2 separate regions of the Zea mays genome follow, and region 2 is linked to region 1. A link is a contact called in public Hi-C data. All regions are on one chromosome and are shown on one strand. Each heading gives the region's core, a stretch centred on a gene start, on an enhancer-like site or on the middle of the called end of the contact. The rest is flanking DNA. Distances are from core to core; before and after follow the strand shown. Region 1 holds the start of LOC103636512 (aspartic proteinase PCS1). Region 2 holds the start of LOC100273745 (Histone H2B).

The links. Hi-C and Micro-C count contacts between places; a contact is called where the count stands out from the background.
Region 2: a Hi-C map of leaf shows a contact between it and region 1, with 5 times the contacts expected there. The contact joins the promoter of LOC100273745 here to the promoter of LOC103636512 in region 1. A contact is called at or near these places in 2 of 25 Hi-C or Micro-C datasets (both in leaf).

What each region holds. Positions count from the first base shown.
Region 1 is chr8:175,406,677-175,411,041 of Zm-B73-REFERENCE-NAM-5.0, reverse strand. LOC103636512 (aspartic proteinase PCS1) reads left to right here and starts at 2,352. Exons shown (of 1, transcript XM_008658854.4): 1 at 2,352-4,059. The coding sequence starts at 2,506. The coding sequence ends at 3,813.
Region 2 is chr8:175,545,235-175,549,599 of Zm-B73-REFERENCE-NAM-5.0, reverse strand. It overlaps LOC100273745 (Histone H2B), which reads right to left and starts at 1,998. Exons shown (of 1, transcript NM_001148154.1): 1 at 1,387-1,998. The coding sequence starts at 1,924. The coding sequence ends at 1,511.

The sequences.
Region 1 (4,365 bases), core at 1,103-3,602:
GATCTTCCACGAGCCACGGCACAGCTGCTGGCGGCGGCACGGGCGCGCCATTACTTTATCATTTTCTCAACTTCTCAATAGATGCACCAAAGATCCATCTATTTAAGTTGATTGGTTTGTCCCTTGAACTTCCAATACGGTGCTAATTTATTAGTATACTATAGCATTTAAAGTGGATCATTAGCATTTACTATTATTGGATATTAGTTTGGTCAACCTCACATTTATCCAACATTATTCACCCTAATGTATATAGGTTGAAGTGAATTGAGGTGTAAATTAAACTAACTTATACTATAATCTACTGTAACCTATAAATTAAGATAAATACTAGAGTATCCAAACTAAGTCCTCGTCGTGTCTTCCTCACCGAACTGCCGCCGCAGAGAATACCACCTCTATATTTAAGTTAGAGAATACCACCATCTTAATATAGTAGTCATTTTAGAGAATTTTATGGATTCATGATGCATACATCATTTATCTATTTAAATATATATATAATAATTAAAAGCTAAAACGACTAGTATTTTATAACGGAGAGAGTACTTTATAGGTTGGGACAGCCTAACGACGTGCTCGAGGCGTCACGTACAAACGTACTTACCTGAATGTCTCAAATAGCCATTAGTTGTTAGCTTGGCTTAACTAAACTAAAACTAGCTAAAAATTATTAGTTGACTAATAATTATCTCTAGAGTGTAGAGGTTTGGAACAGGCCTTAATAACCCCGGTGCCCACCTAGCATGTGCGGTTTTGAATTTTGACCGAAGTGTATGACAGAGGACAGACAGCGGAGGAAATCTTCTTAACTCGTGCTCTGCGCATTGCAGTGTCCTATCCTGTCTTCTTCTTCTAAAATTTATATATGGCCGAGCTAACCGATGAGACACGTTCATGCACCGCACCGACCACTAAAATAATGGAAGTGTCAGGAGTAGTGCAGCAGCAGGCAGCGGGGCTACTCGTAACAATCACGCTTGACTAGTGAAGAGGGCCATGATTATTATTGTAGCTAACAAAAGTGCCCGGCACCGGCGCGTGGCGAGCATTGCCTGGCCGCCAGGCCGTGGCGGAGAGAGACCGTACGTGAGCTGTTGAACTCGACTCGAGCCGCAGCGAGGGTCTGTCGCGACGGCGAGCTGGAAGGAACCGGCAGTGTGCGTCGCGCTGACGGGTGGGCGAATGAATGATAGCTTGCAGCCGGGGCGAAAAGGGGGCTGACGGGCCGGCCTCGCCTTTAACCTGCGGTACTTGTTGCTTCCGGGGTGTGATTACCTTATAGCTTCAATGCGCTGCCTCCCCTGCTTGTGCTTGGAACGGAAGGCAGGCATCGTATTCACCGCACCCTGTACGCGCGTACTACTGTTAGCTTCCATGCATGGACCCCATGACCCATGCCGGAGAGGAGGTAGATGAGAACATAACTCCGACGGATCGACGTACTGCCACTGCCACGGAGATTGGGATGATTGGACAATTGGCTGGGCAAGTTTTCAACTCGTGGAGATTGGAACTGTTCTAGGTTTACTTCTACATCACGGTATAACAAGAAAGATCACAGTCAATTCAGTTCAGAGCCTTCATGTTGCCGCCGATGCCACCGGCGGCCAAAGGCCCTACCTTTTCGTGTTCTTTCGGCCAGGCCAGGACAATACATACGTACGTACCTATCTCGCGAACTAATCATGGGGCGGGGTACGTTAGTCCAAGTGCTTTAGCGAAAGGCGCTTGTTTTCGGCGCAAAACTGGCCAAAGTTCCGGCCGTGCGGAAAGACCACCAGTCAACAGTCATCAGTGCGTCGAACTTGTCGGGTTTAAGCGGAGTAGGTTCGTCTCGAGTACAAACGAAACGATACAATACAGCCAGCGAGCACCCAGCGTCACAAGGACACTGGCGGACTGCGCTGCGTGCGCGCACTCACAAACAATACGCAACAGAGTATTATCGCCACCAATGCTTTGCCAACAGCCGCAGGGGAACCGAATTGGAAATGTAGTGTACGTGCGATTGTACTACAAGATGGTTGTGCTGGCACGCACGTGTAGATTTTCCTCGTGATGTTTGCACCCCTACGACCTGAGTGGAGCGGTAAAAATGTTTAGCAAAAAATGCGAGAGAGCTCCTAGGAAGCTACAAAAATATCCGTGACTAGCCCAGCTGGCGCTCGCCAGTACCGAAACCACAAGACGACAGGCACAAGAACGCGGCTGCTTCGTCCCTGCGACAGGGACGCGTGACGCGTCTCTGTCTCTCGTAGTCTCGCTCCGGCTGCCCCCTCCCTCGCCCCCCATCCCATCCCGTCTCTCCGCGTCACCATCACCACCCCTCCACTGACCACTGTGCAGTGCTCCTGCGCACCCCGCGCCACCTCCATAAAACCCACCGCGACCGCGAGCCGGCCGAAGCGGAACCCCCACCCCGCGGATCCAACACGAGAACCCGTCACCATCCTCGCATCACATGCGCGCATAGGCCCCGGCCGCAGGGTCGCAATCACCACCATGCCGCCAGCGCTGCTCGCTTGTCTCCTCATCCTGCTCGTCGCCGCGCCGCGGCCGTGGTCTGTCGCCGGCGAGCCGGGCGGGGCCAAGCCTCGCGCGTTCCCGCTGCGCTCGCGGCAGGTGCCGGTGGGGGCGCTGCCGCGGCCGCCGAGCAAGCTGCGGTTCCACCACAACGTCAGCCTCACCGTCTCGCTCGCCGTCGGCACGCCGCCGCAGAACGTCACCATGGTGCTCGACACGGGCAGCGAGCTCTCCTGGCTGCTCTGCGCGACGGGGCGCGCCGCGGCCGCTGCTGCCGACTCGTTCCGCCCCAGGGCCTCGGCCACGTTCGCCGCCGTGCCCTGCGGCTCCGCGCGCTGCAGCTCCCGGGACCTGCCGGCGCCGCCGTCCTGCGACGCCGCCTCGCGCCGGTGCCGCGTGTCGCTGTCGTACGCGGACGGGTCCGCCTCCGACGGCGCGCTCGCCACCGACGTCTTCGCCGTCGGCGACGCGCCGCCGCTGCGGTCCGCGTTCGGCTGCATGTCCGCCGCGTACGACTCCTCGCCCGACGCCGTCGCCACGGCCGGGCTGCTGGGGATGAACAGGGGCGCGCTCTCCTTCGTCACCCAGGCCAGCACGCGCCGCTTCTCGTACTGCATCTCCGACCGGGACGACGCCGGCGTGCTGCTGCTCGGCCACAGCGACCTCCCCTTCCTGCCGCTCAACTACACGCCGCTGTACCAGCCCACCCCGCCGCTCCCCTACTTCGACCGCGTGGCCTACTCCGTCCAGCTCCTCGGCATCCGCGTCGGCGGCAAGCCCCTGCCGATCCCGCCGTCGGTTCTCGCGCCGGACCACACCGGCGCAGGGCAGACGATGGTGGACTCCGGCACGCAGTTCACCTTCCTCCTCGGGGACGCCTACTCCGCCGTCAAAGCCGAGTTCTTGAAACAAACGAAGCCCCTTCTCCCCGCGCTCGAGGACCCCAGCTTCGCATTCCAAGAAGCGTTCGACACCTGCTTCCGCGTGCCCAAGGGGCGCCCGCCGCCGTCGGCGAGGCTCCCGCCCGTGACCCTGCTGTTCAATGGCGCGCAGATGTCGGTGGCGGGGGACAGGCTGCTGTACAAGGTCCCCGGAGAGCGCCGGGGAGCCGACGGCGTGTGGTGCCTGACGTTCGGGAACGCGGACATGGTGCCCCTGACGGCGTACGTGATCGGGCACCACCACCAGATGAACCTGTGGGTCGAGTACGACCTGGAGCGCGGCCGCGTCGGGCTCGCGCCTGTCAAGTGCGACGTCGCCAGCGAGCGGCTCGGCCTCATGCTGTGACGCGGCCTGTGCTCTGGCTCGGGGGTTAGCTCCTCCAGTTGCCATATAACCTTAACCTGCCAAACGATTCTAAAGTTTGGAACTTGTTTATCCTTTTTCATGTGGCATGTACGGTGTCTAGTGTAAACTGGAAATTAAGTGTAGTGTACTAATGTGCTTCTTTATTTTACTGAACAGGTAGTGTTGTTGTATATTGTCTGTAAATATCAACATGCATGCACTAAGATCAACTAAGCTTGTGGTGTACATTATACGTATAAGATGTGCCCGATATTTTTTAATCCAAAAAAACTGACGTGCAATCAAGAATCTTGTGCAATCATCGCACAAGCAAGCTAATAAAAGCTAGGAAGGATTATAAAAAAACTAGAGATAAACTTCATTATTTAATCCACCAATATATCAAATTTAAAATTTTAATTCCTTCTATTTTAAGAGATATGAAAAAGAAAATTCTATCAATAAAAATATAAAAATGATATTTTTTTCTTTTTTATATCTTTTAACGGAAACTTGAAATTTGATATATTAATAAAGTACATCTATAATTTG
Region 2 (4,365 bases), core at 749-3,248, 140 kb before region 1:
TAAAGTGCTATAGCAACTAGTGATGTTCTCCATAATACAGAAGAGACAAAAGTTATAGTAGCACAATACGGTGGGACCTTTGGAAGTTCCCTATGTTCTAAAGAAAATTCAGTTAGCAGAGTGCCATGACCTGAAGTATCAAAGTGTGAGCACTTGAGCATAAGCAGTATCAAATGACCAAATATTGGTATATGTAAGTGATTAAGTGAACCTGTAATCTCCAGAGCGGTTCATAACCATAGCCTTATTTTTCGTAAGTCCCAGCCCCAGTAAAAGCATCTTTAGGCCTCCTTTGGAAAAGCAGGAATTTCACAGGATTTATACAGAAATTTCATAGAAAAATTTTCTACATTCTAAGGGAAGGAGCATACCATCCAGTGCTGCAATAAATGTCAATATCTGGCACAAAAATGATGATAGACAATGACGGGGGCGTTTCAGAATGTTCTTACATAAAAAAAGTTGAAAAGGCAAGAACACCAGCCCAACGCTTATCTGAACAAGTTTCCTGCTGAGTTTCTGCACAAAAATGAAGTGCATTTTTCAAAACAGTCAGCCGTTTGACTTCAGCCTAGAATTGCTCGTATTGTTCACATTTTTGCTACAGTTATTTGGCATAGACCTAAACTCATCACTTGGCACCAAGCAATTTAAGTTATTTGTGCAGGATTTGGATACTAGTTCATCAACCATCAACAATCCCACCTAAAATATCCTATCTCGCAGTAGTATTGAAAAAAAAACACATCAGAAAGGCACAGCTACTTAGAATTTGGCACCAAATAGCCCCTCTTTCGTGTCACTTGAACAATGGTATAGTGCAAATATGCGATAATACCTCATTGCAATGATCTCTAAACTTCTGCAGGAGCAAGGATCACTTTTGAAACACTTCATCCAAAACCATCGATACACTTTTGGCAGTTCACATGATAATACCGACTCACAACACATTCGGCTATAATATACACATCAACTTGATGCAACAGTGGCGTCGGGTGAAGGCAGCCATAAATCGTCCAAACACATAAAACAGCACAGATTTATATCGCTCGACAAGTTCATGAGTACTAATTTGTCCAGGTTAAAATGAAACTGGCCGCGAGGCAAAAATTGCCATAAATGAGGGGATCGGATTTTCCATAGCAATGACAGCTGATTTATTAACTGTACCTTCTCAAGCATTTTTGTGATAGGCATTGTTTACCCGTCATCAGTTTATAAAACCGTGAGGGCAATATATGATACAAGGCAATTTATCTCCAGGCAATCATAATTCACAAGTAGGTTCGACGGGTAAAAGATTGGTGCATGTCGCAATTTTAAACGACGAATGGAAACCCCATCAAGATTTGAAGCAAGTTATACTAGCAAGATTAATATATTAGAAAACTTCAACAGGGGTAACTGATTCATTCAGCAATTATAACAAATTCTACATTGTTGCACGAACAACCTAGCACAGTCCTAAATATGAGAAAATTTAGCAACGTGCGGCGGCGGCGGCACCCTAAGAGGATGTAAACTTGGTAACCGCCTTGGTCCCTTCGGAGACGGCGTGCTTGGCGAGCTCGCCGGGGAGGACGAGGCGCACCGAGGTCTGGATCTCCCGGGAGGTGATGGTGGGCTTCTTGTTGTAGCGGGCGAGCTTGGCTGCCTCGGCGGCGAGCTTCTCGAAGATGTCGTTGATGAAGGAGTTCATGATGGACATGGCCTTGGACGAGATGCCAATGTCCGGGTGCACCTGCTTGAGCACCTTGAAGATGTAGATCTTGTACGTCTCGACGCTCTTCTTCGCCTTCTTCTTTCCCTTCTTCTCGCCGCCCTCCTTGCTCGGCACGCGCTTCTCCGCCCTTGGCTTCTTCTCGGCCTTCTCCTCCGCCGGCTTCTTCTCCGCGGGCTTCTTCTCGGCCTTGGGCGCCATCAGGAATCGATCAAATGGGGCGCGAAAGAGATGGGGGAAGGGGCGGCTTGGGAATTTGCTGGTGAGTGGCGGCGAGTGCTCGTAGCTTTCGACTATGTGCTATGAATGGGGATGCGGTGGGATTTTATAGAAAGGCGAGGCGTGACGTGATTGGTGGAACGGGTGGCGGCGCGGATCGCTGAGATGTCGGTATCTGAAGCGTTGGAAGCGCGGGACGGCTGGGATTTCAGCGCGCGGAGGCGATTCGGCGTGGGGACGCGTGATGCCGCGGACCTGGGTTGGTTTCCTTGCGGAAGGATGCGGGAGCCGAAAATGCGAACGGGATGGCATGGCGCCAAGTAGGGCTGGGCAAAAAACCCGTAACCCGAAACCCGAACCCAGAATATCCGAACCCGAACCCGAAATACCCGAAACTCGAATTTTGTTCGGGAATTTCGGGTAGCAACTTGCAAAACCCGAATTTAGTTCGGGTAATTCGGGTATCACAATCGGGTACCCGAAATACCCGAATTACCCGAACTTTCATGTGTCATGTACTCATTTCATGCTTAATTATTAATTTGTACATTTATAATTATGTGTATGTGTGCATAACTTGTGATTGTAGATTGCTTGTGTTTTATATATACATGTATATCATTATTAAAACTATATTTTTATATTAATTTAATAGGGTGTATATGTTTTTTTGAAGCCAACACAATAGTTCGGGTAGTTCGGGAATACCCGAACCCGAACCCGAAATTTCGGGTACCCGAAATTTCGGGTATTGCAAAACCCGTTGTAATTTCGGGTATCGATTCTCAAAACCCGAAATTTTAAAAACCCGAATTACCCGACCCGAAATTTTCGGGTAACCCGAACGCCCACCCCTAGCGCCAAGCCATATGAAATCGTGCAATGAAAGTACCGCTTGTTGAAGCGACCGCGTTGGCGTAGCTGTAGCCACTGTTTGTTTCGGCTTTTGGTAGCTTATGGTCACTAAAAGCTGCTGCGGACTGCTAAATACTTAGCTTTTCAGCCAGCTTCTATAAAATTTGTTTGGTTAAAAACTATTCAAAATCAACATAAACATATAATCGGTTGAGTCGTCGCAATAGTATTAATCTGTTATTTTATAGATCCTAAGCCAATGGACAACTTTATCTTCCTCCGCACGTAATCCTAATGATACTCAGATTCTCTACACAGTCAGATTCTCTCCACAGCTAGATTTTCGGAAAAGCTGGTCAGAAAAAAGCTGAACCAAACAGCCCGTAGTCACCGCATATTTTAGCCTCCTACCAAATGGTATACAAAATTTACAAATATTGATTCGAAAACACAGAAAAAGCGTGGGATTCAGAAAATAATCATTTTGAGTTTGGAATGCCTCGAGACCCACATCTTTACGTTGTGGAACCACCATTGGTCAACTTATGATTTATGAGAATGTGGAACCACCGCACATAAATGTATATTGTTTTTATGATTTATAAGTTTATGAGAATGTTGATGACCCAATGTGGTAAAAGCTTAGTTTATGTCTTGCATTGTACTGAATAATATAGGTATAATGTGGACCGGGATTAATCTACACTTAATTAAGAACCTAATGTGGGCTACCACATCTTCAACTCCGCTGGGGGGCCCACGCCAAGCGTCTGCACAACGCTCTCTTAACTACTATCATGTGAACCTCCACTCACCGCACAAAAAATAGTGCAGAGCGAACACTCGAACCCACGCCCCACTGCTTCATAAATTTGGGAGCTAACCACCAGACCATATGTATCTTAGTATTTACAAATTAAACAATTATTATATTTGAATAAATATCTCAATACCATGAGATGCATTCCTAGGGTCGAGTGAAAATAAATAACTACGCATCTTATGACTCCACCATGGATAGTCTTTCCCATCAAAGTGATGAGGCTTGCCAAGCAGAATAGGTAGTAAATGAGCATTTGAACCATAAGTATCGCGAGAGTAATTAAAATAGACTTTGGAGTAATTTTGTTTGACCGTTTTTTCTTGGAGTCGTTGTCGTCATCCTCCTTTGGTGAATGCGAATAAGCATCATTGTCGTAGTATACTAACTTCTTGATGCGCTTCTTCTTTTCGTCCTTCTTGGTCTTGCTAGACTCGGAATCGATAGTATCTCCTTCCTTGTCGCCAGAGAGGACCCCTTCTCCTTCTCGTCAATCACCTTCCCATTGCCTTTAGGATCCATCTCTTCGAGCGGTTAATCCCTCGATGAAGAGAACAACTTCAATACCAATTGAGAGCATCTAGAGGTGGTGAATATGTGATCATGCAAAACTTAACTCAAACAACACAAAATTGGTCCAACTTATGCGTTAGAGTGACTAAAAACCAAGTTCGGCTGAGAAGAGGAGGGAAAGAAACATTCTTCACTTGATTGATCACTTGAGATGTGTATTAAACTAGAAGCAACA